7 separate regions of the Mus musculus genome follow, and all the other regions are linked to region 1. The links are chromatin contacts, called in public Hi-C and promoter capture Hi-C maps. All regions are on one chromosome and are shown on one strand. Each heading gives the region's core, a stretch centred on a gene start, on an enhancer-like site or on the middle of the called end of the contact. The rest is flanking DNA. Distances are from core to core; before and after follow the strand shown.

The links. Promoter capture Hi-C pulls out the DNA fragments that hold promoters and counts their contacts. Hi-C and Micro-C count contacts between places; a contact is called where the count stands out from the background. Capture Hi-C pulls out chosen DNA fragments and counts their contacts.
Region 2: a contact with region 1 is called in a promoter capture Hi-C map of liver, with 2.2 times the contacts expected there. The contact joins the promoter of Mapkapk3 here to the promoter of Pfkfb4 in region 1. A contact is called at or near these places in 3 of 39 promoter capture datasets (liver and pre-B cells) and 1 of 115 datasets of contacts at active chromatin or transcription factors (thymic regulatory T cells).
Region 3: a promoter capture Hi-C map of pre-B cells shows a contact between it and region 1, with 9 times the contacts expected there. The contact joins the promoter of Ccdc12 here to the promoter of Pfkfb4 in region 1. A contact is called at or near these places in 2 of 39 promoter capture datasets (the C10 cell line and pre-B cells).
Region 4: a contact with region 1 is called in a promoter capture Hi-C map of adipose tissue, with 3 times the contacts expected there. The contact joins the promoter of 6430571L13Rik here to the promoter of Pfkfb4 in region 1. A contact is called at or near these places in 1 of 39 promoter capture datasets (liver) and 1 of 9 other capture datasets (adipose tissue).
Region 5: a promoter capture Hi-C map of pre-B cells shows a contact between it and region 1, with 1.8 times the contacts expected there. The contact joins the promoter of Setd2 here to the promoter of Pfkfb4 in region 1. A contact is called at or near these places in 1 of 39 promoter capture datasets (pre-B cells) and 1 of 115 datasets of contacts at active chromatin or transcription factors (astrocytes).
Region 6: a Hi-C map of CD8 T cells shows a contact between it and region 1, with 3 times the contacts expected there. The contact joins the promoter of Tmem115 here to the promoter of Pfkfb4 in region 1. A contact is called at or near these places in 3 of 39 promoter capture datasets (liver and pre-B cells), 2 of 484 Hi-C or Micro-C datasets (CD4 T cells and CD8 T cells) and 2 of 9 other capture datasets (adipose tissue and liver).
Region 7: a promoter capture Hi-C map of liver shows a contact between it and region 1, with 4 times the contacts expected there. The contact joins the promoter of Rassf1 here to the promoter of Pfkfb4 in region 1. A contact is called at or near these places in 5 of 39 promoter capture datasets (the C10 cell line, liver, neutrophils and 1 more), 2 of 115 datasets of contacts at active chromatin or transcription factors (bone marrow-derived macrophages and double positive thymocytes) and 2 of 9 other capture datasets (adipose tissue and liver).

Annotation. Positions count from the first base shown.
Region 1 is chr9:108,990,135-108,994,209 of GRCm38.p6, reverse strand. It overlaps Pfkfb4 (6-phosphofructo-2-kinase/fructose-2,6-biphosphatase 4), which reads right to left and starts at 2,308. Exons shown (of 14, transcript NM_173019.5): 1 at 2,098-2,308. The coding sequence starts at 2,194.
Region 2 is chr9:107,287,470-107,291,544 of GRCm38.p6, reverse strand. It overlaps Mapkapk3 (mitogen-activated protein kinase-activated protein kinase 3), which reads left to right and starts at 1,668. Exons shown (of 11, transcript NM_178907.3): 1 at 1,668-2,020; 2 at 2,149-2,425. The coding sequence starts at 2,201.
Region 3 is chr9:110,654,582-110,658,656 of GRCm38.p6, reverse strand. Ccdc12 (coiled-coil domain containing 12) reads right to left here and starts at 2,154. Exons shown (of 7, transcript NM_028312.3): 1 at 1,999-2,154. The coding sequence starts at 2,094.
Region 4 is chr9:107,338,809-107,342,883 of GRCm38.p6, reverse strand. It overlaps 6430571L13Rik (RIKEN cDNA 6430571L13 gene), which reads right to left and starts at 2,244. Exons shown (of 6, transcript NM_175486.3): 1 at 2,096-2,244; 2 at 1,467-1,573; 3 at 295-677. The coding sequence starts at 534. It also overlaps a transcript of Hemk1 not described here.
Region 5 is chr9:110,530,809-110,534,883 of GRCm38.p6, reverse strand. It overlaps Setd2 (SET domain containing 2), which reads right to left and starts at 2,287. Exons shown (of 21, transcript NM_001081340.2): 1 at 2,132-2,287. The coding sequence starts at 2,205.
Region 6 is chr9:107,531,977-107,536,051 of GRCm38.p6, reverse strand. It overlaps Tmem115 (transmembrane protein 115), which reads right to left and starts at 2,107. Exons shown (of 2, transcript NM_019704.2): 1 at 723-2,107. The coding sequence starts at 1,573.
Region 7 is chr9:107,549,335-107,553,409 of GRCm38.p6, reverse strand. Rassf1 (Ras association (RalGDS/AF-6) domain family member 1) reads right to left here and starts at 1,855. Exons shown (of 6, transcript NM_001243748.1): 1 at 1,564-1,855. The coding sequence starts at 1,813. It overlaps Zmynd10 (zinc finger, MYND domain containing 10), which reads right to left. Exons shown (of 12, transcript NM_053253.4): 6 at 4,042-4,075; 7 at 3,844-3,944; 8 at 3,363-3,535; 9 at 3,001-3,126; 10 at 2,791-2,912; 11 at 2,545-2,670; 12 at 2,089-2,449. The coding sequence ends at 2,374. Gm34106 (predicted gene, 34106) reads left to right here and starts at 2,573. Exons shown (of 2, transcript NR_168657.1): 1 at 2,573-2,713.

The DNA of each region.
Region 1 (4,075 bases), core at 1,059-3,558:
TTCCTTGCCCTAGGGGCTTTACTGTCCTGGCAGTCTTCCAACCTGGCCCCAGGTCACTGGTCACAGGTGCATACAGAGAGGCTGACTGGCTGTGCTGTGACCTCTGGGATCCCTGGCTAGGGCACACATCTGTAAGCCTCATCTTTGGCCATGTCACCTCCCGTCCAGAAAAGTGTATGTAGCCTTGGCTGTTCTGGAACTCATTGTCAGGCTGGCCTTGAACTCAGAGATCCATATGCCTCCTCTGTCTCCCTGGGACGAAAGACACGTGCCACAACCACGTGATACAAGAGCCACATTTCAATCCTATACTTAGAACTTAGGGAAAGATGTACAGGCCTGGCCTTGGGAGCAGACAGAAGGGTCTGGCTCAGGCTGACACCTCAGTCCCCGACTCTGATGTAATAAAAGGCAAAAAGGAGATTGGTGGTGGTGAGATCTACTTTCCTTTCTTCCCTCTGTTTGTGTTTTGTTTTGTTTGTTTATTTTTGAGACAGAGTCACTCTACAAAGCCCTCACCACCCTGGGACGCACTATGTACTTTGAGTTGCTTCAAACTCAAAGAGATCCTCCTGCCTCTGCCTCCTGAGTGCTGGGATCAAAGGTTTGCACCACCACACCCAGCTTGCTTCCAATTTTCAAGTATTTACTTGTTAGAGGCAAAAATGACAATGGTCTCATCCTAGGCTGAGGTCTAAGGGTTGGCTCCTTGTCCAAGATCACACAGCTGGTCCAGGATGTGGCTTGAGCGTTACTGTCCCCAAAGTCCAGGTCCCTGCCCTTCTGTAACGGGGGCAGCCACCCTCTGGTCTGGACGGCTGTCCTAATAGACTGGCAAGGAGCTTCTGATTAATTCTTCCTTTTGGAAGCTGGCCAGGCTAAATCCACAGCCCCTGAGGACTCAGAATGTGTCTGTCTGCACAGCTATGGCTCCACCAGTACCCATACTGTGGTCAGAGCCACCACCCACAGGAACACAGTCTGCTTCTGAACTACTGCCATTCTAGGAGGACCCAAGTCATGATCATATAACACACGCCTTCCCCACTCCCAACCCCTCTCATTATGGTAATGGTCAAAGTCGTGGCCTCAGGCTGGCCTTGGCCACAGAAGCGTAGAGGACCCTCCCCTCCCTTATCACACACAGCAGCCTTTAGGAATGCACGGAGACCCTGGCACATCACACAACAGCCTGATCTCCATTTCCATATCTGCGCCACCAGTTGTACGAGATGTTCTCTGAGGTCTTTGCCAAGCTGCAAATTCATTACAATATTTGAGTTACTTATAAAACAATTTTTTTCTTTTCCCTGTCAATAAAAAATTACAGACTCGTTCAAGAACAAACAGAAAAGCCAAGGAAGTAGATGAGAACACTCAGGATCCCAGAAGAGGTAAGTCACTTCGCAATTCACAAATTCCAGCATAGTTCTTTGATGTTTGACTCTCCTGTGCAGTTATTTAACAGTGAACTCAAGTGGGTGCTTCCACATCCAGGGGCACAGATATAGGTCCATATGGTGTGCCGTTCCCACTGTCCAAATCTTGACAACTGTACTCCCCCAAAGTTCCTCTAAAACTTTGGCATTAAAACCAAGGGGTACCTGAGGACTACTAACTAGCCCATGGCTAGGCTTTCAAAAGTTCTCAGCTCAAAGAAGCCAACTGCCTTGTCTGGAGCTACACAACTCAGTTTCCAGCCAGACTTCCCGCTAGCCCACTCTGTGGCCAGGAGAGAGTAAAGAGCCACGGCCACAAACGAAGTCCTCTTCTATACACAGGCACTGGAAACAGCTCGGGTCGGTGCCTATCCACTGGGTCAGACCCAGTCTCCAACAGACTGAGATGTCCCCTCACATCTGTCCCCACTCCTGCTTCACCACACTTCTGCGGGCCACTGTCACGGTACCACGGTCACTCCCGCTCACCTGTTCTCAGCCTCTCACCTGTCCCCGACTCCGCCCACCAGTTACAATAGCCTCACCGGTGCCTGCTTCTCTACCAGTCTCCTGCCTTTTCACTCGAGACCCTCGTCTAGGCCGTCTACCCACCCATCAGGGTTCACCTTCTCTCTCTCCTTTAGGACCCCGGTCTTACCACCACGCTGGCTGGCGTGCAGAGCGGGCCTGCCATTGCTGTACGGCATCCAGATCTTCTTCAGGGGATTCTGGGTCAGTTCCCGTGGAGACGCCATCCCTGGGCTGGGATGAATCGGACTGCGCTGCTACTCACCCAGCAACCGGGCCACCTCGGGCCACCCGAGGTCCCGCCCCTCCGGCCCCGCCCACCCTCTAGCGGCTCCAACTCTTGTCAATCTTCTCGCAGGCCCGCCCCAGAACTAATAGGCTCCACCCAAACTAAAGAGGCACTGGCCTACGACTACGCATGCCCAATTTTACTATAGCTTCTTTTGGACTAAGCACGCCCCATCCGTCAAACCAGAGTTGATAACGCGCATGCTCAATACTAGCTACCTTTGACACCCGGATTATGCAGACCCCGCCCCGGATGTGAAGTTTACTGTACTCAACCAGATTGTTCTTATATGCATAGGCCCCACTCATGGTCCCGCCCAGGGTGCTGCAGCCCTGCCCCAAAGCTTGTGTGGCCTCTTACTCCCTTGAGAAATGTGACCTCACAGTCGCCTACTGAGAAGGGTACGGAGAAGCTGAGCAGGCCTGCGTGATCCTCAGAGCCGGATAGTCTGGACCAGCGTGGCACTTGTCCCTGAATGGCTCTAATGACTGACTTGCTGCCCTGGAAGTCAACCACCGCTGCGCCCTCCTGGACCTTCTTCGTTCCTCCTCGGTTGCTTTTAGCCTTGAAACTTCCCGGGTCCACAAGAACAACTTGTTCAACCACACAGAAAAAGTTCCCTTCTCTTAGGGACATAAACACAGAATACATCTCAAAATCGACCATGTTTTGGCCTGGCTGCTGGGGAATTTAGGCTAAATCTCTGAAATATATGAACAAGCTGTTTGGGGTCTCACTAAGCAGTATTCTGATTTTCTTCCCAGGATTTATATTTTACCAATTATAATTTTATTGCTGTTTGGTTTTTCTTTCTTTTGGGGGGGAGAAGAAGGGCTGGTTTCATGTTGCCAGGCTGTCCTGGAACTTAATGTGTAGCTGAGGATAACCTTGAACTTCTGCTCATCTTGCTTTCACCTTCCAAGCTCCAGTGTTTCCACAGAGTTTATGCAGGGAATCGAACCTAGAGAACCTAAGGCTTTGTGTATGCTAAGTAAGCTAACCCCAGCCCCAATTAGTGTTTTAATAATGAATTTTTTTTTTAACGAGCTTCTGTCTCTTCATCAGGAAAATGAGATGCAGACGTCATCAATTTTACAAGACTGTGGTACAGATTAAATGTGTCAGCCTCAGAAATCTGTTTAAAAACATGTGGGCGTTCTCATTCATTATATTACCTCCCTCTCTGCCTTTGAAAATGTACTGGGACAAGGGCCCAGGGCCAGGGCTGGCAGCTCAGGCTTAAGGGCTAAAGTGGTACCATATGAACGAATTCTCCAGCTGGGCGACCCCCAGTGAACATGACCCCTTAGAGGCCAGTGAGGGGTGGTGTTCGGAAGTCACTCTTCTGCGTTTGACCCCCACCAGTCTCCAGAAAGCTCAGGCCTCTTCTTTCTGCTCAGCCCCGCCTCTCCAAACTGTATATTTTCTGTGCAGGCCCCAGCAACAGGGTTTGAATCTCGATCTCACTACCCTCTAGTGATGCCCTCCACCAAACCCCTGGCAGGTTTCCTGCCTCACATATGCCCAGCCAGAAGCTAGGGACATGAAAAACAAGGCTGACCCCGTTCACAATTGGCCCACATCCCTTCCTTTCACGTCTCTGCTTTGGGTCAGTTCATCAAGTCTCAAACCAACTCTCCAGAGTTTGGCATAGACAGAAGGACTGTGACCAAGATATCTTAACCACTGCACCAGGAAATAAAATTCAGAAGCCCATTTGGGGCCTCCCTGGTACCAGCTCTGGCCGGCTATTTTGGGAACTACCCTGCTCTGGGCAGAGATTCATTTCCTCTTACCTCCTTGCCAGTTGCAGAATCCT
Region 2 (4,075 bases), core at 419-2,918, 1.7 Mb after region 1:
CTCTCTGGGCTTGTTTTTCTTCTGTGTTTTCAGTGTGTGTCTAAAGGGATGGTGATATCTTCCTTCCTCTGTCTCAGTGAGGTGTTCAGGTAGAGCATTTCTTGGTCTGCAGGAAGTGCTTCCTAGTGACCATCTGAGGCTCTTATCTAGTGATCTCTGCTTCACTGATTGTTGCTAGCTTGAAGGTTGCCTGGAGAAGACAGTTACCAATTTCTAAGGAGACAAGCTACCCATGAATAATTGCAGTGCTCTTCCCGAGTGGTTATCAGGAACCTGGATGCAGTTGTACAAATAGAAGGGCACCAATTTTCTGTTGGCCACTGACAGTTGCAGAGTGCAGCCCAGGCATCTTTGTGTGTGTTGTGGTGGAAGGCCGGACACAGCCTCCTTTGGGTGGGACAGAGGTCCGGGTGGCTGCAGTTCTGAATATAGTCTGTAGATGGCAGCAGAGACCTGCTCAGAGGGCTTGCCTGTGGCGCCGCCTGCTCTGTAGACTTGTGGGAAAGTTGGCTCAAAATATCTATGATAGGCTAAAAGGTGAAGGTCTAAGTGCAGAAGGGAAAAATTTAAAGCGAATAGAGGAATTGGATGGAAGAAATGGATTTTAATGTTAAGGCTGATTGATTGAGCCGGGCGTGGTGGCGCACGCCTTTAATCCCAGCACTTGGGAGGCAGAGGCAGGCGGATTTCTAAATTCAAGGCCAGCCTGGCCTACAGAGTGAGTTCCAGGACAGCCAGGGCTACACAGAGAAACCCTGTCTCAAAAAACCAAAAAACAACAAAAACAAAACAAAAGATTGATTGGTTTTTCGAGACAGAGTTTCTCTGGCTGTCCTGGAACTCTCTTTGCAGACCAGGCTGGTTCGAACTCACTGAGGTCCGTCTTTTTCTGCTTTCAGAGCGCTGGGATTAAAGGCATAGGCCACTATGCCCAGCTAATTTTATTTTTTAAAAACATAGCCTCACGATGTAACCTAGGTTAGCCTCACAATCCTCCCGCCTAAGCCTTCCTCGCGCTGCAATTACAGGTGTTCATCACCATGGCCAGAACTTGAACTTTTATTAGTTGAGATTCTTAGAACCTAAAGCTCAAATCACGAGGTGAAAAGTTGATGCAGCTGACCAAATGGGAAATCGAGATTTCTGATTCAAGAGCGTCCCAAGTGTGTTCAACTTACGGCTACGGGCTGTAAGTGGTCCAGGGAAGTATGAATGTGGCCCAATACATTTATTTGGAATGACAAGTGAATTGCAAAGTCAAAAGGTTAGTCAGGAAGTGCATAGAAAGGAAAGCTAGCCAGTTGTTAGACAGATGCCCTAAACCAGGAAATGAGTGGCGGGTTAGACAACAACATGCCAATTCCCAGGGCACGCTGACTAAACATTCAAAAAGTTGAATTCTGAAACACTTAGCTACCTGGAAATTTTGGGAGTCTAAAACGCCCCCTGGCAGCTAGCAAAAAGAACACTTCACTCAAGAGCCCGCAAGAGAAACAAAATGTCTTGCGCTGTAACTTTTCTAGATCACAGATAAAATCCGAGGAGGCTGGTACAACAGTTGAAGGAGCTCCTAGCGGTGTCCCAGGGCGCTGCGAAAGTTACAGTGAACTTGACGAGGCCACGCCCCATTTTGTCTCGACTCAGAGGCGGAGTCTGCCAGGGGCTCTGCCCTGGCCTGCCCAACCCGGACTAGCCTGGCCCTTTAAGGTTGACCTAGCGGGGCCCCAAGTCTGAATGACGCGACGAGAAGCGGGGGTGGGGGGTCACGTGGGACGCGGGCGGCGAGACTCTGGGTCCAGGGCTCCGGTCCTCAGCGGACTCCAGGGATCACTATCTCTTGCCCACTCTCGCCTGCACCATGATTTTCGTGTAGTGCTTTGCCACCAAGTGCGCCTTCGCCTGGTCCGCCTTTCTTGGGTCTCTGTATGGCTGGTTCTCAAGACCTTGTTGCTATACAGCGCCGGACTCCTTCCTAATTTGACACGTGCCTGGGCTGAGGGATCACCTCCCCCTGCTGTACGTAAGTACTCTCAGGCAGTTTCCAGCTTGTCTTGGGCCAGGAGCCCAGTCAATCTAGTTCTGGAGAAACCAAAGCTGGGGTGTGTCCAAAAAGTCCCGGTGGGGAGTGACTCTTTCCCTTTCCTTCAGGTGCCTCTGGACGCGCCAGGCTGGGGCTACCTCCGAGCGCCCCGTGGGGGCCATGGATGGCGAGACAGCAGGGGAGAAGGGGAGTCTTGTGCCCCCGCCAGGTGCGCTCGGCGGGTCCGCCTTGGGTGGTGCTCCGGCCCCAGGTGTGCGACGGGAACCCAAGAAGTACGCGGTGACTGATGACTACCAGTTGTCCAAGCAAGTGCTGGGTCTGGGTGTGAACGGCAAGGTACTGGAGTGCTACCATCGGCGCTCTGGCCAGAAGTGTGCCCTGAAGGTTAGTGACCCATCTCTCTGAGGGCTAGGGTGACATGGAGGGTCCAACAGCAGAAACCTGTGGATGTATCTGTGTCCGGGGTCTCTATTAAACATCTACACATGGCATCTTGTTTTATTTTCAAACTCTTCCTCTAGCGTCAGACTCGTGGTCCTCTTAGCCTCACATACACGGAAACAGGCTGACCTACCTAAACTGAGGGTGTGTCCCAAAGAGCGAGGGGAGGAGTCAATGTGAGTAGAGCTGTTGTACCCGGAAGGCAGGAGGGTGTGGCTGTGCGCTCTGGTTCTGGCTTGGGCTTTGTGTTTAGGCCCAAAGGATGCTCTTAAATTCTTAGTTATCCCCTGCAGGTAGCTCCTTCTATGGGGATGCGGCTAAGTTTTCCTTAGGCTCAGTGCAGGGTTGTCCTCCTCATGGCCCCTGCCCGCTGAGGTGGGACCATGAGCCTCTTAGGGTGTTTTTTGACTACTGGGCCCCTTGAGTTGAGTTGGTGGCCTCTTGTGGAAAGGGGCAAGCTTTGCTCATAAGCTGACCCACCCTGGACAGACGATGGAGAACCACTTATCACATCATATTCAAGGTTCCCTAGAGGTATGGCACAGTGATGTGGGTGGGGTGGGGGAGTGGCTTGGAGTAGTTGATCTCACTACTAGAATCTGGTTCGGGCACGTGGCGCCAGCCCAAGAACCCCTACTCCTACCTGTGTCCTCACCCCACCCCCATCGCAGAACTCCAGAATTCCTTGCATTTTTGTCACTGGAACCAGACTCTTTGGAGGTAGTGCCACTGGCGCCTGCGTGGTGGAGAATTGAGTGACTCCTGGAAGTTAGTGAAGTCCTTTTTTACAGGAGCCAGGCTACAGAGTCCTATAGCTGTGGCCGTAATCTCTACCTTGTGGGCGGGCCAGCCTTGTGATCTTGGGCGATCCCCAATTTTGTTCAGGGAGAGAACGGGAGTTGATGTGAACTCAAAGTGAGATAATGCGTGCCGAGTACTTGATACGGACCTGGAATAGGCCTAGAGTGGCCTCAGCACTTGCTTCAGGCATGGGACTCACAGGAATTTGACTGAGGACCTGGGCCCTGTGCTTTGTCTTTCCCTGGTGTGTCAGGCTGAAACAGGGGAGGTGGCCTCCTGAACAGGACCCTATAGGGGATCATGAAGGTGAGTCAAGGGCAGGGTAAGGACTGACCTGAGGGCCAGGCCTAGGTTCTGTATTCATTAACCCAGCAGTAGAATAGAGCTTTGGGGGCCCAGGCAGGGTTTTTTTCTGAGTCCTTCAGTGAGAAGGTGGCTTTTCTAATGGCAGATAGGTATGAGCAGATGAAAAATGAGCCTTTATCGTCTCCCTGATCTCCAGTCATCCTTCTGCTTGAACTAAGAGGCAGCCTGGGAGAGGGTGAGTGGGTGCCTGAGGCCAGAGAACCTCTTCTGAGGTTTGAGGCTTTGACCCTGACCCTCTGGGGTTCAGATACTGTGAGCAAGGAGGGGTGGGTGAGAACCCGTAGTCTGTAGCCCAGGCCTTTCCAGTTTTGAGCAGGGCTGGGCCTACACCTTCTACATAGATGAAGTGTCTAATGACTGGAGGAGCTAGTGACACCTCCCCCTTAGATGAAGTGTCTAATGACTGGGGGAGCCAGTGACTGCAGC
Region 3 (4,075 bases), core at 905-3,404, 1.7 Mb before region 1:
AAAAAAAAAAAAAAAAAAAAAAAAAAAGAAAGAAAGAAAGAAAAAGAAAAAGAAAAAGAAATTCAAGGTCTTCTGTTTCTTGGTGGGTATGAAACCAGTGCCAGACTTCAAGAAATCCTATCTCAAAAAACAAAACAAAGACAAAACAAAACAAAAAGCCTACACAAGACACCATCACAGCTGAAGAAACTGAAAACAACTGAAACGGAGAGGCATGCTCACAGACTGGTTATTTTAACATATTTAAAATGATGACACTGTCCCAAATGACTTACAGATTCAAGGCAATCCCTACAAAATCTCAACAATGCTCTTTACACAAACAGGAAAACTCATTCCAAAATTCAGATAGAATCTTTTTTGTTTTGTTCTTTTGAGACAGGATTCCTTTCAATGTGTCTCCAAGGCTGGACACCAATCCTCCTGCCTGAGTCTCTCAAGTGCTGGGACAACAAGCACGCACCACCGCCCCTAGCTTCACGTGGAATCTTAAGGGGAACCTCAATAGCCAAAACAACCTGGAGAAGGAGCTAAGGTACACCATTTAGACTAATTTCAGAACTTACTGCAGGCTGGGTGTGGTGGAACAAGCCTCAATCCCAACACTTGGTAGGCAGAGGCAGGAGGATCTACAGGGCTTGTTGGCTGCCAGCGTAGCCTAAACAACCAACCGACCAACCAACCACAAGCTTCCGGCTCCTGGAGAGAACCTGCCTCAAGAGTATCAGAGAGAGTGACAGATGAGGATGAGAGCCAAGCCTGCGCCTCCCTGGGTCTGAAGGGCAGGAGGGTAGTCATCTGATGGGTCTCTAGGCTGCCAAGGAAAGCAGAAGCCTGCTGGGCCAGCGGTCGGTCGCTCTCACTACTTCCCTTTCGCTTTCTCATAGTATGCTACAAGGTAGGCAGCTATTCCGAAAGGAAAACAAAGCCAACCGAGACTGACCAATCTCGGTTTTTTTTTTTTTTTTTTTTTTTTTTGTTTAGTAAGTCGGAAGTGGAGTCTCTGATTTCCTCCACCTCTGCCAAATGTTTTTTGTTGTTGTTGAATGAGGGACACCGTTTTTTGTTTGTTTGTTTGGTTGGTTGGTTTTGTTTTGTTTTTTTGCCTATGTAACAAAGAGCCAACATCTTCCAGCTTCCCATGCTGATGTTCTCAAAAGAACTTCAATAGCCAAAAAAAAATGGTCTTGAGAAGGAACTAGGTACACGACTTAAGACTAATTTCAAAACTTACTGCAGGTCAGGTGTGGTGAAACAAGCCTCAATCACTGATTTTCCCTATTATATGGCAAAATAACCCACAAAAGTGACTGTGTTATTTATTCCTCTACTGGAGAAGTGAAAACACAAACACAAAAACAAACAAACAGGCTTAGGAACATGAAACAATTTGTCCTAAGTCTCACCGTGTCGAAAGACACAGCCAAAATCTGCACACAAGTAGTGAATTTCATTTCTTTGGAAAGACCAGCAAGTAAGGATGAATCCAGACCATATTTCGGTGGCTACCGAAAGGAAGGAAAAGTGTTTTTCGAATCTGGCAACTAATAGGACTAGTAAGCCAAGACGGGAAAGAAACGGCAGCCTTCTTTCCCTGCAGTCCACCCAGAAAGGTCACTAGCTGTCCTACCCAAGGGAGCCCTGGTGGTAGGTGTTGGAAGGCACGGCCAATGGGGCCAATCAAAAACTTAAACAAACAAATAAACAAAAAAACCGCCGAGCCCAACAAACATGTAGTTAAAAGCCGGCCTTGCAACAACTACCATGATGGATAAAATATCTGGGTTGTCGCCCGAAAACGACTTCCTAAGGCGCACGCGCGAGCTCCGCCCCTGCACTCAAGAAACGAGCCTATCTCAGAGGTCAGCGCCGTCCCACTGCGCATGCGCTACGCGCACGCGCACTTTGGCTTCAGTGGTTCCCTGGTAATCCTCCGCCTTCCCACTGGCCCAGAGCACTGGCCGCCATACCCGCAGCTCTCACTCCACCGTGCCTCACCTTGCGCCCGGTTTTCTCCCGGAGGGCCTTCAGCCGTTCTTTCCGCCGCAGCGCCTCTTCCTCTAGGCGGCCCACACCGGCAGGAGCAGCCGCCATCTTTTCGGAGGCCCCCACCTCCTTTTCACTTCTGCCTCGCGCAGGCTCAGTGAGCAGGAGAATGTCTTACGGCCAATCCAAGGGAGACAATGGAGAGCCGGAAGCCCTGAGAACCAATCAATGCTGAGTTGATACAAAAGTCCACGCCCCTTGATCTGGAGCACCTGTACAGCGAGTGAGCCGGCTGGGTTGTGGGCAAAGGCGTTAAGATTCGATTTGTCCGACACTTAATTTGTGAGAAAGCAAATAGAATCAGACCTGAGAGGAAGAGAATAGAGAGAGTCGATTGCTCTGGTTTTGCCTAACCACCACCCACCTCTCCTAACTGCCCTCTTGGAATATTTAGCCATCCTTATCCACTTGTGCCAATTCTTCAAGAGCGAATGCCTTGAGAAACATTCCCTGAGCCGGGTGAGGTGGTGCACGTTTGTAATTCCAGCACTTCAGAGGCTGAGGCATCAAAATTATGGGGTCGGGTTCAGTCTGGGCTACGTAAGATAACCTTGTCTTAACGCACCACTACCAGACAAACACCCAGAAACCTTCCTTGGCCACTCTCATTCCCAACTCACTCTGAGGTCAGCCTCTCCCTTCTCTACAGAGTGCCAGTGGCAGCTTGCACTCACTCGCCTGATGAGTTGTTGCGCATAAGCCTTGCTATCCACTCTCTGGCTCCAGAACTGCTGAGTTCGAGGCCTGGCTACATGGCCTTTTCCTTTGAACTCAAGAATGATCTCGCATCTCTTTCGGGAGCTGCAGCATAATCAGAGTCAGGCTACCTTACCTGCTTAAAAGCAAATAGCAGCCGGGCGTGGTGGCGCACGCCTTTAATCCTGGCACTTGGGAGGCAGAGGCAGGCAGATTTCTGAGTTCGAGGCCAGCCTGGTCTACAAAGTGAGTTCCAGGATAGCCAGGGCTATACAGGGAAACCCTGTCTCGAAAAACAAACAAACAACAACAAAAAAAAGAGCAAACAGCAACCAGGGCCGAATAAGTGCCACTGAATTACTCTCTCCTCCCAGTATAAAAAGAGGTTGACGGAGCCGGGCGTGGTGGCGCACGACTTTAATCCCGGCACTTGAGAGGCAGAGGCAGGTGGATGGATTTCTGAGTTGGAGTCCAGCCTGGTTTCCAAAGCGAATTCCAGGATAGTCAGGACTACATGGAGAAATCTTGTCTCACAAAACAAAAGGAGAAGAAGGAGTTTGACTGCGGCAGATGGTCACAGATGCGTTTGCTTCTTTTCTTCTCCTCCTCCTCTTCCAGGAGATGGCAAGCCCATGAGCAACGTGGCTCCCTGTCTGGGGCTTCTGTTATAAAGCTGGCCCAAAGGAGAATGATCTTCCCTAACAGCTCCCTTCAAATGTCACCGTTTCCTAAGCTCGGTGTTATCCTGGGTTAACCTGGTTCTGTCTGGGACCTTCCCTTACAGTAGGAGACGGGGTGGCTGCCAGCCCCTGGCATAGAGGGTATCTGTGCTCAGGAAAGGTAAGCTCATACTAAGATGCATAGGGCGCTTCATACTGATCGATCCCTAGGACCAATAGGAGCCATCTGGACCTAGCAAACTTTCCCCTACCCCTAACAAAGAAGCTGGTTCCCACCCAACACCAGGGGCTCCCTCACTTCACAGTCCAGTCACAAGGAAAGGACAGACAGGGTGTTGGTGACAGTGGCCCAGAAATGACTCAGCCAGGCCTAGATCCCTTGTTCCTGCTGTCCCTGCAATTCTCATTTGGCTTGTCTGAGCCTCAGTTTCTTCATTCATTAAAGCCGGCATGAGGCACCCACCTCCTTCAGGCCAAAGGAACAAAAAATGACTGACAAGTGCCGGGCCCTGGGAGGAGGGGCTCCCAGCAATGGAGCACCTGGGCAGGATTCCTAGAGGGAGTGGGCTACTGTATGTATCCTAAACTTGGTAAGGACGCCGCTCCTCTGCAGGTAGGTTTGTCCTGCAGTCGACTGATGATTCCTTCCATCC
Region 4 (4,075 bases), core at 995-3,494, 1.7 Mb after region 1:
CTACCTGCTTCAAACATCTTCCTCTCAAGACCCTGTGTCTGGACCCCTCCCCAACTCCAGTCTTATAAGCCCCAGTCCCAAAGCGCCATGTGCCATTCATGTGTCATTGCTGGTTCTTCCAAGTTAGAACTGCTTATCTGGGCCCCCCAGTAAATAAATCTTAGGTGTGGGTGGGAGGGAATTGAATTATCATTAATAGACATTCTAATTAGCTTGTCTATAAGTCTAAACACTAGTCACCCTCCCCACAAAGGACAGCCTTCCAGACCTTCTTCAGCTTGCCCCGGCTCTCACCATGGCCACAGCCAGGCCAATCACTGTGATGATCCCAAAAGACAGAAGCATGGTGCCCACACCAGCTGCACCACCTGCCACATCAGGGATTCTGGTGTCATTGAAGCTTGTGGTTTCTGGGCTGAGGGTGGCGGTCTCGGTGGTAGAGCCTTCAGCGGCGGTGGCGGGCTCCAAGTCAGGCTCAGTGGTGGGCAGGTGGCTGCTGAACCAGCTCTGAGTAGCTGGGACCCTGGAGTTCATGCTGACACTGGGAGACTGCCAGGGCTCAGTCAACTTGCCCACCGACTTCTGACCTTAGGAGTGTCCAAGGCTGTCGTTCCCGCCACCGTGATGACCACTGGCACAGCAGAACCCTTACCAGGAGACCCCTGCCTCTCTCGGTTCTAGAAAGGCAAGAATAAAAGTAGAGGTTACAGCTAGGGGCATGTCTGTGAGATCAAGTCCCTCTAGAATCTGAAGGCACTGAGGACATAAAGGTTTCAAGACAGAGCTAAGTCAAGTTTATGGGGTATTAGGACATGGGCTTCTGTAGGGACATAGGGACAGGAAAGCAAAGCCCTGTCACCCCTGTACGATGACTATAGTGATTATAATTGGAAGATGGGAGAAGATGCAGGAGGCCTGGAAAAAGTCCACCAATTATCTCTGTAATTGCTACTTCTCCTACTCCTACCTCCTCACTCTCTGCACCCCACATCCCTCCTTCTGCTTGGGAAACACTTGCCCAAGACTCAGACACACCTGATATAACCTCAGGCAAGTCACCCCTCTTCTCTGTGTCTAGTTTTTCTCAAAGTGGGAAATATTACGAACAACCCCATGGTGTTGTAGGGTTAATGGTATATCAGAATGAACCAGTCCCCAGTGGGGTGTGGAGGGAAGAACTTAGATGAGCACAGAAGGCATCCAATAAATGTTCCAAATCCCCATCACTACCACCAACAACCCAGGAGGAGTTAGACACAGCAGTCCCTGGTCCTAGTCAGCTGTGAGACCCATGCTATGGTTGGGACTAGGATGGGGCTGGTGTAGAGACACCAAGAGGCAGGAAGGGTAGACCGAGCTAGATCTTCTGGCAAGGAAGTTGGCAGGGGTGATCCTTGGGCTACCTCCTTTACTCGTAGATGTAAGGCACGGAGTTACATCTTCAGAGGCACTGATGAAATACTCACTTTGAAACACCTATTTCCCTCCGGAGGATGGAAGATCACCCAGCCTCTGTGGGTCTTGGGTAAAGCAGAGTGGGAATGAGTCCTAGCAGTGCTGCAGAGGGGCAGACCTAGAAAGAGAAAGAATTTCTAGCCTATGGCTACATATATGTTTCTCTGTGCGTCTCATAGGTGTACATGGGATGCCTCCTCTTGCAGGTGTGCACATACGTATGAGCGGTGTGCACATATCGTTCATGGTCCCTTAGGAAGGAGCAAAGCTGGCAGAGGGTCATGCATGGAGTAGACGCATTCCTTTCTGTCCTCTCCAGCTTGGCTCAGCAAGAAGTCTCAGGTTCTCTTCTGGGCTCTGTCACTGATCCCAGCCATGACCTTGGACCAGACCCTTAACTTGCTCTGAGTCTGTTTATTACTGGCAAAAAAAGGAGAGAAGCCACCCTGCCGAGTATTTTATTGGCTTGTCTCGGGGGTCCAAAGGGGAAGGGAAGAACACCGGGGTAAAAGTGGTGTGCACCGCGACCTCCAAGAAGCTATCGAGTCTCTTAGTCCTCCCTATCTCAATCCCCACGCCCGCCTCCACGACCCTGTGGTTTCTCCATTCTTGCTCAGAAGCAGCCGATCTCAGCACTTACTTAATCCTCTCCGGTGCGCCGAGCTCAGTCTGAGAAGCTAAGGTTGGTAGTGACCCGCAGGAGGCGTGGGCGGGGGAACACCCAGGCCCGGGCGTTGGGGGCGACAGGTCCCGACTCAAGGTCCGCCTTGCGTGCGCGCAGGATCAGCTAGTATTAGCCTGCGCTGGCTGACAACCTGAGCTGGGGTGGGCTGGGTCCGGACCACGGAGGGGGTGGGGCTGGGATGAGCAGCCTCGGGGGATCCCCAGGAGCCGGAGTGCCTTGCCTCCTGCCCCCCCCAGCGCCTCCGGACCCTGATTGGCTGCTTCGCCTAAAGCTCGATCAGCATTGGCTCACTCGCCTGTCGCTCAGATATAGCTCTGCTCCCAGCGGGAGCTTGGACCTGAAACCGGACAGCTAAAAGAGATTCTCTCTGAGAATACCTCTGACCCTGATGGCCTGCCGGAAGTTAGGCAGAGGACCGTAGGTAGCCAGGTCCTTTCTGGGTCAGAATTCTGACTCCTGGACACCTCCACCCGCACTGGGGCAGACTTGTAAGCCGCAAAAATCATAGGTACAGAGATTTGGTGAGAGCACCACCAGACCTGGAATATTTGAAACCTAAAATGAATTCAGTTTGATCTTCTATTGAATTTATGACCTTGAACAGCAAACTGCTTCTCTTCTTTTGTCTCAGTTTCCTGCCTATATAGGAACTCTGGTGTTTTGGAACAAGGGCGGTTTTTGGTAAGTGACTCCTGGAGACTTCAGTCCAGAGATGTTGAGATGGAATTATCTGTGTGATAGCCCACCTATTCCTCTCATAATAGTTTTCATCCACAGCAAAATTCATCTCAGGACAGAAGTACCGATTTCCTATACCCAAGAGCTGTATCCCCAACCATTTAAAACTACCCTCACCCCATCCCCTAAACAGACTGTGTGTAACCCAGGATGGCCCGATACTTATTATGTTGCCCAGGTTAGTCTTGAACCAAGGCAATCCTCCACCTCCTGGGTGCTTGGGTTTTAATTTTTAATTAATTAGTTTCATGTGTGAGGATGTTTTGTCTGCACACGTATCTGTACACTACATATGTGTCTGGTGTTCAAGGAAGCCAGAAGAGGGCATTGGATCCTCTGGTACTGGAGTTACAGACTGCTGTTAGCCTCCTTGTAGGTGCTCAAAATTGAACCTGGGTCCTTTGGAAAAGCAGCCAGTGCTCTTAACCACTGAGGCATTTCTCCAGACCCCCTTGTACTGGGACTTATAGGTGTGCACCAGTACACCCAACTCCCAGCCCCTCTCCCTTTTTACTCAAGTATTTTATTTTTTACTTTTTTGAAGCAGGATTTCATGTAGCCCAGTCTGGCCTTAAAAGATGAGTTTCTGGTTTCCCTGCCTCCACCTGCTGAAAACTAGGATTTATAAGTATTACCAAACCCCATTTGTGGGCATCAAACCCAGAGTTGTGTGACTGTTAGGTGAGCACATCAATTGAGCTACCCCGTGAACTATTTATTTTTGAATATTTTATGTTATTTCTTAAAATTATAAGTATGTATGTTTGGATGGGTATGTGTACATGGGTGCTTGGAATTGAAACCCAGTTCTCTGCAAGAGCAGTATGTGTTCCTAACCGCTGAGCCATCTCTTCAAGGTCCCGTCCCACCTTTTAAATTTTGAGACAGATTTTTACTAAATTACTCAGGATGGCTTTGAATGTATGGTCCTCCTGCGTCAGCTTCTCCAGAAGCTGTGATTACGTGCCTGCACAACCAGGTCTTGCTATGAATATTACAAAAGATACAACTAAAGCCTAGAAGGTCTGGGCATTTAAACAAAGTTAAACAACGAGCTGCCAACAGAATCAGGATGTAAATCCAGTTTTCCAGTATTCGCTGTTTTGCTATCTGCTCCAAATTCTATGTGCGTGTGAGGTCAGGAGGGTCCTTAGAAACTGGGTCCCTTTCCGAAAACAGAGACTGCCCCCAAACACT
Region 5 (4,075 bases), core at 1,038-3,537, 1.5 Mb before region 1:
ACCTATACAAGTTAATAAACAGTATCAGAGCTTACTTGACACTCTAAAGCCAAGAGAGCAGTAAAGTACGAGACCAGGAGAGACACTGAGCATCCCCTCCTGTGCACAGTAAAGGCAGACTTCTCCACGTTGTCACATATTATGAAAAATGTTTTCCTCCAATAAAAAAAGGATGTAATCCTTAGAGCTTTGAAGCTTCACTGTGCAACCTGGAAAGTCACTGCATGGCTCTTTGCCCTTCCTGGGGGGCTAGCACATGACTTTGTACATGATAAGCACGCAACCTACATTAATTGAATGATACAAATTCCTTTTGAGGTTTTTCAAGTCTCAAAGCAAAAACCTTTAAGTGTTATTCCAAAGCCAAAAACCCAGGAGAAGACAAAGCCATGCTGGTTTCCTACTACAAGTAAGAGATGAGCTTTGCTGTAAGAGCACATCAAGCCTTCGCAGAGGTGGTCTGGGTACCAAGATTATCTGTCAAGTAAAGACAAACTAAGATGGGCCACTAAAGGGCTTCTGTAAACTTAGAAAACAAGTATAAAACTACTCAGGCTGTTCTTGGGTCAAAAACAGGATTGTCAAAATTTTCCCAATGAAATTTTATTTTAAGGCAACATGAGGATTTTGCTTTGTGTGTGGAGATAACACTCCAACAAAATAACTTTTGTGTTACAACACTAAAGAACTATTAAGTAAGATCCAAATGTTTCTGAGCCAAGGTGAAAAACTTTGGCAAAGGTTCCCCCAAAAATGTGTAATGTGGTAATTTAGTGAAAAGTTTTGTTTTTCACTAGACATCCCTTCAAACCTTAACTTGGGAATGAATTTTGTTGCTATGTGCAGACATCAATACAAGCAAATTGAGGTAAAACAATGGTTTTTCTTAGTTGTCAGCACCTGCAATCCCAGCACTGAAGAAGCTGAAGAGGAAGGATCCCAGGTTCGAGGCCAGCCACAGTAAATTCAAGAGCAGCCTAGGCAACAAGGTGAAACCATTTATCTAAAAACAACAAAATGATCTTGTGAGGGCTTAGGGAAGCTTCGCACGGACTCCTGACTCTGAAGTGGAAGCTTGCTTTTTTACTTATGTTGTTGTTTTGAGGAAGCCTGCCTGCAATCCTAATTCAGTTGGTATCTCAGGTGTACACCACCATCTGACACCCAACAGAAATATAAAAATGCCCTAGGTGTACTGAAAAGAAACTATACGACAAAACTGTATTTCGCTTTACAAGTACACTATCTTCTTTAGAGAAGACTATACAAAGGGTCTCTTAACTAAATCTTCACACGCAGTAAAGCCATCCTTGTAGATAAGATTCTAGATTCTATTACCTAAGAAATAGGACGCCAAAGTGTTCAAGCATCATAATCAAGAAATGTTTGCCAGGTTTTCACTTTCAGGTTAAAAAACAAAACTGCTGTCACCTCAACAACGGGACCAGACAAACCTTGCCACCATTACAAAACCCAAGCGCCAAAGGTGCAGAATATGAAGCTCATCGCTCTACTGGGCCAGAATTGAGTGTCCAAGGAGGAGGGAAAACAAAAAACAAAAATAATATCAAAACCGGGAATGCAACGCGGGTCTCCTCCGCGGATCGAAGCGGGGAGACGCGCGGTAGGCCCTTCCGGTCCGAGTTGCCGTCACCGATAGGCCGGGCGATGGGCCGAGCTTCCACCCGAGCCCGAGGATTCTCGGCCTACACGAGCCGGCGCCCTGACGCCGGCGTCGGCCTTTGCGGCGCCTCGGACTATGCACCGTGGTTTGCAACAGAAGCCCGGGACGCCACCGAGTGTCCTGGAGGAGCTGCGCGGAACGCCGAACCTAAGCAGGCCGACCGAGGACGCGGCAACGGCAGAGGAGGCCGTGGCCGCCCCTCCCCCACCGGGCCGCCCGCCCCAACCGCCGCGGCGACGCGAGCAGCCTTCTCCGCGCCAGGCCCAACCGCCGGGCCAGCCGAGGCCAAGCGAGGCGGCCTCCAGGAGCTCCGCCCGGCCTGCCCTCCACCACGACCGCGAGAAGCCGCCCGGGGCCCGTTACTCCGCGCGCCGCCACCGGTCAGGACGCGCCGCCCTCGGGCTGGAGCGACCAACGACAGCGGGAGACCGCGGAGCAGAGACTTACTCAGGGGTCGGGTGCTCGGGATCGTAGAAATCCCCCATCTTCGGTGGCGGCTGCTGCGACGGCAGCGGCTTCATGAGGAGCGGCTGGAGGCGGCGACGCTAGCCCCCTCCCCGCGGCAGGCCGATGCGGGGGAGGGGACCGGAGGGGAGGCGGCCGCTGGTCCGATCGCGGCGGCGGCAGGGGCGGCCGGCGTCGCTGGCTGGCTGGCTGGCCCGCCCGCCCGCTCTCTCGCTCTCTCGCTCGCTCCCTCCCTCCCTCCCTCCCTCCAGCAACCGCCCGCCCGCCGCTCTCACCCTCACACACTCACTCCCGAAGCGACGCGCACCCCGCCCGCCCTGCAGCCTTGCAGGCCCAGCCCCTTAAAGAGACACGCACAGGGCAGCCCACCGGCCGCCAGTCGGCGCGCCAGCACCACCGACCCTGGCAGGGGCGGGGTACAACCCGCCGGCCAGGCCAGGCCTAGCCTGCGGCCTCCCGGAACAATAAGTCCCGGGGCCGAGTGTTGGAGGCGGGTCCCGGAGCTGGAGGGGAGCCACCGCTGCCCCTCCCTGGACAGCGTCCGTCCCGGGAACAGCCCAAGGCCGTCAGGACACCCGCCTTCATCCTTCGAAGCCCTGGGAGAGCCTGGCCTCCGGGCACTGAGGTAGCGCAGCTGCCGCCCTCGCCCGCTTGCTCCTTTATTCGGTCTCTCTCGCCCCTTCAACTGGCTCTCGGCCGCGCACCGAAAACCAAGCTAAGCAGGGGCTGCTTCTCAGCCTGGGCTTCTCGGACACGCCCTCCGCCCGCCAGCCTCCCGCAGCCCCCACCACCGTGTTCCCACCGAAACCACCTCACCGCGGTATTCTGCCCTCGCCCTAAAAGTCAGAGAGGCTATGTTTGTTAGACCTGGGGGGGGGGGGTGGTCCTGAGGAAAAGGTTATTAATTAGTCTTACTAAAAAAAAAAAAAAAAGTTAGATTAAACTAGAAACTTTTTATTTCTGGATTAGCAGGATTTCGTGAAACTATTAGCTAATTTACACCTCGCTGAATTTATAGCAGTTGCTTATCATGAAAGTGGCAGATTAGATAGTTGAGATCTTTTGTGGAATTTTCTTTGATTAGCCACTAATTTTTTAATTGGAATCACCAATAAATTGAAATGTGATCTAACAGAATCCTTCACTAGCTAACTTGGCCGTATTGTTTAGACAAACATCTTCTGTAGTTAAGACTTACCCTGAACACTTGAATGCTTCATCCTGCCTACAACCTCTTGGGTGCTGGGATTCTAGGTTTTTTGTTTTGTTTTTCAAGACAGGGTTTTTCCTGTGGCCTAGAACTCAAATCCATCTGCCTCTGCCTCCCATGTGCTGGGGTTAAAGGCGTGTGCCACCACTGCCCAGCCTAAAATGTATTTTTAAAATTGTTTTTATAGGAATGGTATGTGTTGAGCCACACACATGCGCACGTGGAGATCAGAGGATAACAGTGAGTCCATTTTTGTCTCCCATGTGGGTCCTGTAACTTACATCATAAGGCTAGGCAGAAAGTGCCTTTACTCACTGAGCCATCTACCATGCATTTACATTTTTTTTCACTTGTATGTAGGCTAGCAGAATTTTTTTATCATTTTGTTTAGAGGTTAATCTGGATTTTTTTTTTCCTGGTAACTTTTACTCATATCATGGAAGTTCAAGGTCCACCAAAAACAAAACAAAACCCGCTCTAGGTTTCAGTCTCCCACGACCATTTTGTTTTGCATTCATTGGTGAGCTTTCCTTTGTGGCTGAAACTTGCTATGTGCTATACTGACCTCAAACTCAAAATCCTTACCCCAGCTTCCCTGATGCCTGGATTACAGGTGCCAGACACCACAACCTGCTGAAGATGAAAGTTTTGTTGTGAACAGATTCTCTCACTGCTGTGAGGATAAAAGGAGGGACTTGTGAAACCCCGAACTTCCT
Region 6 (4,075 bases), core at 858-3,357, 1.5 Mb after region 1:
GGTCAGGAACCCCTTTCACAGGGGAGCAAAAGCAGGAGCCCGTGATAAATGCTAAGGAATAAGGTTGGCGAGAAACTTCCTCAACAGTCTCAGGAAGAACACTGGACACTGGGTCTCCTGGGAGCTGGGAACACTGTAGAGAGTCCATAGGTCTCAGAAAGTAAGACCTGAATTCAAAGAGCATTCTCCTGCCTTGGCTAACGTGTTCAGTGAATAATGCAGTGAGATTACTGATGCTGCACTTGAGCAGGTGATGCAGAGGTCTCTGACCTGCCTGGTGTGGTCAGGAGGCTCTCGCAGTGAGGCACACAACCTGTCTCCGTTGGTGATTGGGGTAAATTTAGTAATACCCCAATCATCCTACATTAAGAAGGGAAAGACTTAAGGACAAAGACCTCCTTCCCCATTTCCCATCACAGGAGAAAAGAGCCACAGTTTCTGTCTATCACTGGACCAGTGCTTAGAATTTGGAAATTCTGAGGCAAGACCAAAGGTAACTGGGCATTCTGTAGCCAGGTTTAGTGGTCCGAGTTGTGAGGTACACAGAGTCCAGAAACCTACACATTCAGTTCCCTCGAGGCCAAGACCTGAATCCCTTTTCTGAAGCCGCTCCCAACACCTGCCTGTAGCTCTCCAGCCTATATAGAGCAAACATCTCAATGGCTGGTTATGTGGCCACACCAACAGTCTAGCTACCAAGATTTTAGAGAAGTTCCCAGTACCTTCTGCGCTCCGCATCTTGAGGGTCTGTGCCTGGGAGGCTGATAGTGATGGACGACGGCGCTCCCACATCGTAGCGCTTCACTGTCTTCTGGCATATCTTTACTTTCACCAGGAGGCCGTGCACCAAGTTCGCTAGCAGCCCCACCACCGGTTGCAGGATCTCCGGGAAGAAGGTGGCAAAAGCAAAATGGTCAGCCATGTCCCCTCGGCCCCGGCTATGGCGCTGATAGAAGCGAAGATACACCCAACTGGATAGCAGCCCAAAGCCGTAGGAAGCCAGGGCTGGGCTCTGGAGCAGCGTGGCCAACCGGAGGAGTAGCAGCAACGCCAGCAACAGCATGGGAACGACGCTGACGCGGACCTGGGGCACTCGCAGAACCACACAGTCTCCCATAGTTTGCTTGAGGGCTACCAGAACACCACCTAGGAAACCCAGGGCGCCGTGGATACGAATAGTGAACAGGTAAACCAAGTTGAAGGAAGCCATGTAGGTGAGGAGGTAGGCGAGGGCCCCCAGAAGCCCCACTGACACATTCACCACCGAGAAGAAGATGAGCAGCTCCAAGGCTCCCCAGAGGGGCTCCAGTAATCGCCCGGCCACAACCACTGTGGCCAGGCTAATGGCCACGTCCCACACGTGCTGTTCCATGAGCCCGTGGGTGGCCAGGGTCCAGATCCAGAAGTTGGGTGGGAAAAGGTAGCCTGGGGTGACGGCCAGGCAGCCCGTGTCCACAGCGAAGGAAAGCAGGTAGAGAAACAGTACCACGGCGCACAGTGCCTTCACCACCACGCTGGCGCTGGCCAGGATGGCCCCCAGATGTTGGCGGGCACCAGGTAGGGCGCGTTGCATCTTCCTGGCGGACGTTGGCTTAAGGGAATGTGTGGAAGGTGGCCTAGGGGCCTCCCCGGGGCCTCGTCCCAGTTCGGCCCCGACGGGAGGCCCGGGCCCGGCTACTTCACTGGCTTCTGTTCCGTGGGAAGGCTCTGGTTCCGGTTTGATCCGGTTGTAGTTCCAAAGCGAGGAGAAAGTCTTCTTGCCGGGGACCTGTCGTTAGGCCCTGGGTAGCTTGGGCTCGCCTGCCTGCGGGTTCCGTCGGCCCAGCGGCCAGGCTAGCGTTAATCTCAAGGCTAGGCTTCCTCCATCCACTCTGAGACTCTGCGATCTGCGGGGAACTGGTGCCTCGTTCCGGCCCAAGTCAAGCCCGTTTAGCTCCGGCTGGGCTAGGGTTTTGGCTTGACGGTACCTCCTCCCCTCTCCGGGGCCGACAAACAGGGGCGCCGCGCCTGCGCGCCCCCGCCGGCGGCCGCGGCAGTACGCCCTCTGAGCGCTTGCCTTCCGGCTTCTCGGCATGCTGGGATACGGAGTCCTTGGGACCTAGCCGACCGGTTTCTTCATAGAACCACAAGTCCCAGAAGCTGTGCGCCGACCGGTCCCGTAGAGTGTACGGGCTAGGGAGCTTGGGAGTTGTAGTTTTCAGTGCTTACTCCTCCAGTTCTTAGGAGTTATGGAAGTTGAGATCAGTATTCCTGATGCAGTAAAGGGAGGTGTTAAGTGGGCGGGTTCAAGAGGTAGCACCGCCTTGGGCCACACACACTTGCTCAATTCTTTGGAGGAGATTGGCTCTATTTAGGATTTGTACAGGTACAGCAGTGTCTTTGTAAGCAGGTACATAAGAATGTGAACGGTTCTGATGAGTTGTACCAACGTGTGTGAACTAACCAGAAACTGTCGTCTGGCAAGTGAAGCCTAAGATGGGCTTGTTCAGTCATTTGTAGTCACTGTGTTATTGACCAAGTTCCCCGCTGCAATTTCAGGAGCCTTAAAAATGATGATGATGGCAGGCTCTTCCTATCTTAACGATCAAAGAAGGCAACTGTGTAAACGACTTGCCATTGTTGTATTGGGTGTTCGTTCACATTGTCCTTGTTCCAGCGAATTGTACTTGTAATTGTACATGAACTTTCCACCTAAGGGGGAATAAGGGTCAAGGCTGTGCTACTTCAGCGACTCTTTTCCCACTTGATTCCACTGGACAGAGAAATCTCCCTTGAGCTGGAGCGATGGATTAGCGGTTAAGAGCACTGACTGCTCTTCTAGAGGACCTGGGTTCAATTCCCAGCAACCACATGGCAGCTCATAACTGTAACTCCAGTTCCAGGGTTTCTGACACCCTTACACAGACACACATGCAGGCAAAACACCAATGAACATTAAAGAAAAAATATATTTAAGTCTCTCTATAAGTGCCAAGTTGGTCTAGGCTCAACTTTATGCTATAGTGGCTGTCAACAGGGTGTTTGAGATGTATTTAAAAGTTATTTTATAGCCGGGCGTGGTGGCACACACCTTTAATCCCAGCACTCGGGAGGAAGAGGCAGGTGGATTTCTGAGTTCGAGGCCAGCCTGGTCTACAAAGTGAGTTTTAGGACAGCCAGGGCTATACAGAGAAACCCTGTCTCGACCCTCCCCCACCCCCAAAAAAGTTATTTTATTTACATGTATGTGTGTCTTTGTGTGTATATGCCGTTAAGTGTGCAAGCCACCACAGAGGCCACAGCATGTCGGAAGCTGGATTTCTGAGCCACCAGATGTGGGTGCTGGGGTACAGGTTCTCTGTAAGAGCATCAGGCATTATTAACTATGGAGTCATCTCCCCAACCCTGAGATTTTTGTTATATATATATATATATATATATACACACACATATATATATACACACATATATATGCATATTTTTAAATGTGATTAATTATATTACAAGGGACTTTATTATAAAATCCCCTTTTAGCTATTGATCTCAGTACAACTGCCTGTGTGTTCAAAACTACCTTTCACCTTTTATTTTTGTCTGGGGTTAGGGTTCCTACTGTATGCCATATACCAGTGTTTGCTAAGTTTGACTTAGCAAATCAAAATACAGAGTTACTGGGCAGTGGTGGTTCAAGCCTTTAAGGTTGATCTCTGTGAATTGGAGGCCAGCCTGGTCTACAGAGTTAGCTCTAGGACAGCAAAGGCTATACAAAAAACTCCCTAAAACAAAACCCAAACTAAAAACCAAAACCCAAAACAAAATAGAGTCAAATACTTAATCAGATTTGATTTTTGAATAAACAATTTTCAGGAGAGGGACATCCCATGCCATATTACACACACACACACACACACACACCCCAAAACAAAACAAAACAAAACAAAACAAAACAAAACTAAAACAACTCATTTGTTCCTATAGAAGCAAGAATAAATTTATTCAGAGTACAGTAATAGCACAAATTATAATGACACTGTCAGTAATAACCATGGGCCACAGGGACGATAGTAACCAAGTACCAAAAACCTTATTAAAAAAT
Region 7 (4,075 bases), core at 606-3,105, 1.4 Mb after region 1:
TTCAGGTTAGCCCCAAATGGTAACCTTGAACTTGGTGATCCTCCTGCCTCCAACAGCTCCAGTGTTAGGATTATTGTCCACGAGCCACAATGTCCAGTGGACATGTCTAACGTTTTGACTTCTGTACCCATTATCTGGATTGTTAAATCCTTCAGTTCCTGCTTGCTCCTCCTGACTCCCAGGGGCAGCACCCACTGGCCAGGCTTCCTTCTCACTCCTCTGCCGCTCTTGCCAGCAGCCTCTCCTTAGTTCTATAAAGGCCCAGGTCTCATAGTTGATGTCCAGGTTTCTCACCTGGGTACTGTCCCAGCTCTGACTACACTCACCTGATCCAGATCCCAGGCAGCACTGATCGGCCTCTTCAGACCAAATCCTATGTGCAGTGCCTTCACATTAATGTCTAATGAAGATTTCTAATGAATATGGCCAAAATGTCATTTTTTTCCCCACTTCACTCCACCCCAGGGTTCCTATCTCAACAAGTTATCACTGTAAGCCCAATCTGAAGCAAACCCTCCATTTGCCTTTGGTTTCTTCCTTATCTCCCAAACTGTCTTGCTTCCTAGACAAGAACCCCAGAGCAGCTTTCTTTCTCCTTGTGAATGCTGAGATGCCGCAGCTCTTGCTCTCATGTGGCATTCTGTCACAAACTGCTACACTAGCTGAGTTTGTGACATACTTGTATAGTGAATGAGATGATCTGGAGGCACACACAGGCCTACAGTGCCATTTTTAAGTTCCTATATGGCCCAAAGCACCGATTCTCAACTCAAAACTATACATCAGAACTTGGGAGGCAGGGGCAGGTGGGTTGCTTGTCACAGCCTGGTCTGCATAGAGAGTTCTAGGCAAGCCAGGGCTGCAGAGTGAAACCCTGTCTTAAAACACAACAAAACAACCAAAAAACCAAACCAAAACAGAAAAACCAGGATGCCTAAGGTCCACTTTCAACAACGGAGTCAACAAGTCTGAGAGGAGAAGTAGGCGCGAGGAGACTGGAAGGTATATATTGTCCTGCGTGGTTCTGTTTGCTGGTAATTCCTAGGTCAGAAGGACCACTCATTGTGTGTGTGGCTGGACTCCATGTTTTAGCCTCTGCATCCTTGACTCAAAACAACCTTGACTGAAGTTTCAATAGAATTCCTACTAACAAGGAGCCTAACTAAGGTTCTAACTTTTTCTGGCCCCCTATTAATGTGGGAGACGTCACCCAGGAATCTAGAGGGGGAACACAGTGAGCCAATCGTTGGGAAGAGGCGGGCCTCGGAATGTAGGCTCAGAGCTCAGCAGGCACAAAGGCTTTTCAAGAAAGGGCACAAGCACTTTAAAGACAAACTTGAAGCACCTTCTTATTCACAGACAACTAACTCTGCCCAACTGTGCACGGACAGAGCGTGACAAGTGATAAACCATTTTCTCAAGCACTCTCCCTGATGGAGCAAGGCCAGGAGATCTGGTCTGCAGGATCATCACAACTGACCAGCCCTCCACTGCCGCTTGACCCGCAACTATGGTGCTGCCTCCCTTTCCGTAGTCGCTGGCTGTGTGGGGCCGCTTACTCACGCGCGCACTGTAGGCCCTTGCGCACGACGCCCCAGATGAAGTCTCCACAGAGGTCGCACCACGTGTGCGTGGTGGGCCCTGCAGGCTGGAAACGGTGGCCACGACCCGGGACGTGCTGCTGTGACGGATTGCGTGTTGTACCCGGGGCGATGCGCAGAGCGTTGGCACGCTCCAGCCGGGTACGGCCTGGACCGATGCGCCCGGACGGTGCCAGCTCGCGTAGTTCAATGAGTTCTGGCTCCGCCGACATGGCCCGGTCAGGCCGGTGCTGTAGCGGACTAGCAGCTAGTGAGTACCGAGCGGGCGAGGCCGCAGGGCGGGCCGCGACTTCGGCACCGCCCCCAGGATCCAGGCAGGGCGGCGGGAAAGAGCCGAGGAGGACGCGCTGGAACCCTAGGCGAGCCGACCGTGTGGACTTGTGGGCGGGGCACGGCACAGGGGTGGGCCCTTTCAAAGAGCCCCTTCCCAATCTTTCCGTCCAGTCTTCTCCCCCGACCCCAAGGATGACTGTACAGCGCCACACTGTTGCGTTTCATGAGTCTGCTTTATTGTGCGAAAGGAAGAGGGTCTCCACATCCGGCCCTTGCTTACACCCCCCAACCCTGTCTGCCAGTTTGCTGATGCTGTGGCCTGGTCCTCTGCGTATTCGCTGGGTGGGGCAGGAAGTGAAGAGTGTGGTGGTTTGCAGCTCTACTTGACTCAGCTGTGCTCACCAGGGAAATTGAGGTCTGACAGGGGCGAGCCACGAGTCCCTGAAGCTCAGTCACAGTCTGGGTGCGCTCTTCTGTCGGCCCTCGGCAGCTACGGCCTTCACTTGGCTCTGTCACCTTGGGCTGCTAGAACACATGTCTTTCCGTGCTTCTCCCAGTGCTTGACTTGACACTCCCTGCAGCGGGGTGGGTTGCATGACAATGACAGGGCTTGTAGGAGAACCCAGGGTTGGAGCTTAGGGGGGCAACTAAGGTCCCAGGATCGCCTCACCTGCAGCAATACCACACATTCTGGCATCTGGAGCAGCGCTTGGAGGCCTCTGCGTTGCAGTAGCCGCAGCGGGGCCTCTCCGGAGCTACTGCCTCTAGGACATCCAGCCTGTAGGTTTCAGCCCACCTGGGGGAGGAGTCGAGAAGAGCTGAATGGACGGACCGGGCAGGTAGGTGCACAGAAGCACTAGGTGACCTTCCCTCCTTGGTCCTATGCACGTGACTTCAGCCACTCAGTGGACTTTACCTCTGTGCTTGTTGACGAAGATCCTTCTCCGAGAGGCTGAATACGTGCTGAAGCTGGTGCTTGGCGATAGCCTGCCATTTCCCTTTGTTCTCTCTCTCCAGGCGATCCCAGATTTCTGGGATCTAAAAAAGTGTAATGGAGACAGGGAGGAAGGAGCCGGAAAAGTGGACCACCGTCCCAAGCACTCCCAAGCATGTTCTAGGGCCTTACCTGTTCTAACACTAGGTCCTTCTTAGGGGGCTGGGTTTCAGCCAGGGACAGGTGGGCCAGGAAACCCTTCAGATCGGCAAGATTGGGCAACTGGTCGAGTAGTGTGTCAGTGAGGAAGGCCTGAAGCTGCAAGAGATCCAGGGAAGGCCATTGAGAAACTAACTGTTCCTAGCCAGAGGGCCAAGAGACAGGAAGTCCTGAAATTGGGCTGAGCGTCCTTGGAGGGTTTGCATCTTACCAGCTCCCCTGTCGATGCCTGAAGCCCAAGTTGTGGAAAGGGGACAGGGACAGGCCAGGATGCCCTGGGGGGTGGGTCTGGGCAGGGGGGCAGTGGGGCTGGGCGGGGTCATTGAGTTCTCCACCTTAAGCAGCTGTCCCTTGGCAAAGCTTGTAAGGCAGTAACGGGCTCGGGCCTCAGGGCTGAGCAGTAGATTGTACAGGGCGATCCATACTTGCCCATCCAGTTTATTCAGCTTTTGCTGCTCTGAGGGGGCCACCGTCTGCCATCGGCCACTCTCAAAATGCTGCAGCTTGCCTGGGGGAGGAGAAGGAGCCCACCGGATGCCGGTGGGTGTTGTGTTATCTTTGAGAGTGTGTGGTCCGGAGGACTGTCCACCACTGCCTGGCAAGGTTAGAAAGCCTGGGCCACCAGACGTCAGAACAAGGTGGAGTCTTCAACAAATGGTTCACAGGACTTGTCTGCCTCAGAGTCAAACTCTAGTCCCATCTCGGGTGAGGTATCCCAGAATCCTAAATGTGTACCCTGTACCCTTCACACTGATCCTGAAGGGTGTTCTGGAAGCAGCCAGTTACATCTTAGGCAAATGGGAGGGGGAGCCTTACCTCCTACCCGCCGGCTCCAGGGACTGTGCTCCAGCAGTTCCACCAAGAGGCAGGGCAAGTTGTGAGTCCTGAGCATGCGGTTCAGTGTGCTCAGGGAAAGGCTAGAGGTAGGGTAGAAGGGTGGTCAGCAGAGGCCACGGGCCAGGACACACAGCCCCTTGTTGTGTGCTCGCCCCCGGGCCTTGGAGGGTGGCCCACCTATCCACGCAGTCTGTGATGTAGCGAAGCACCG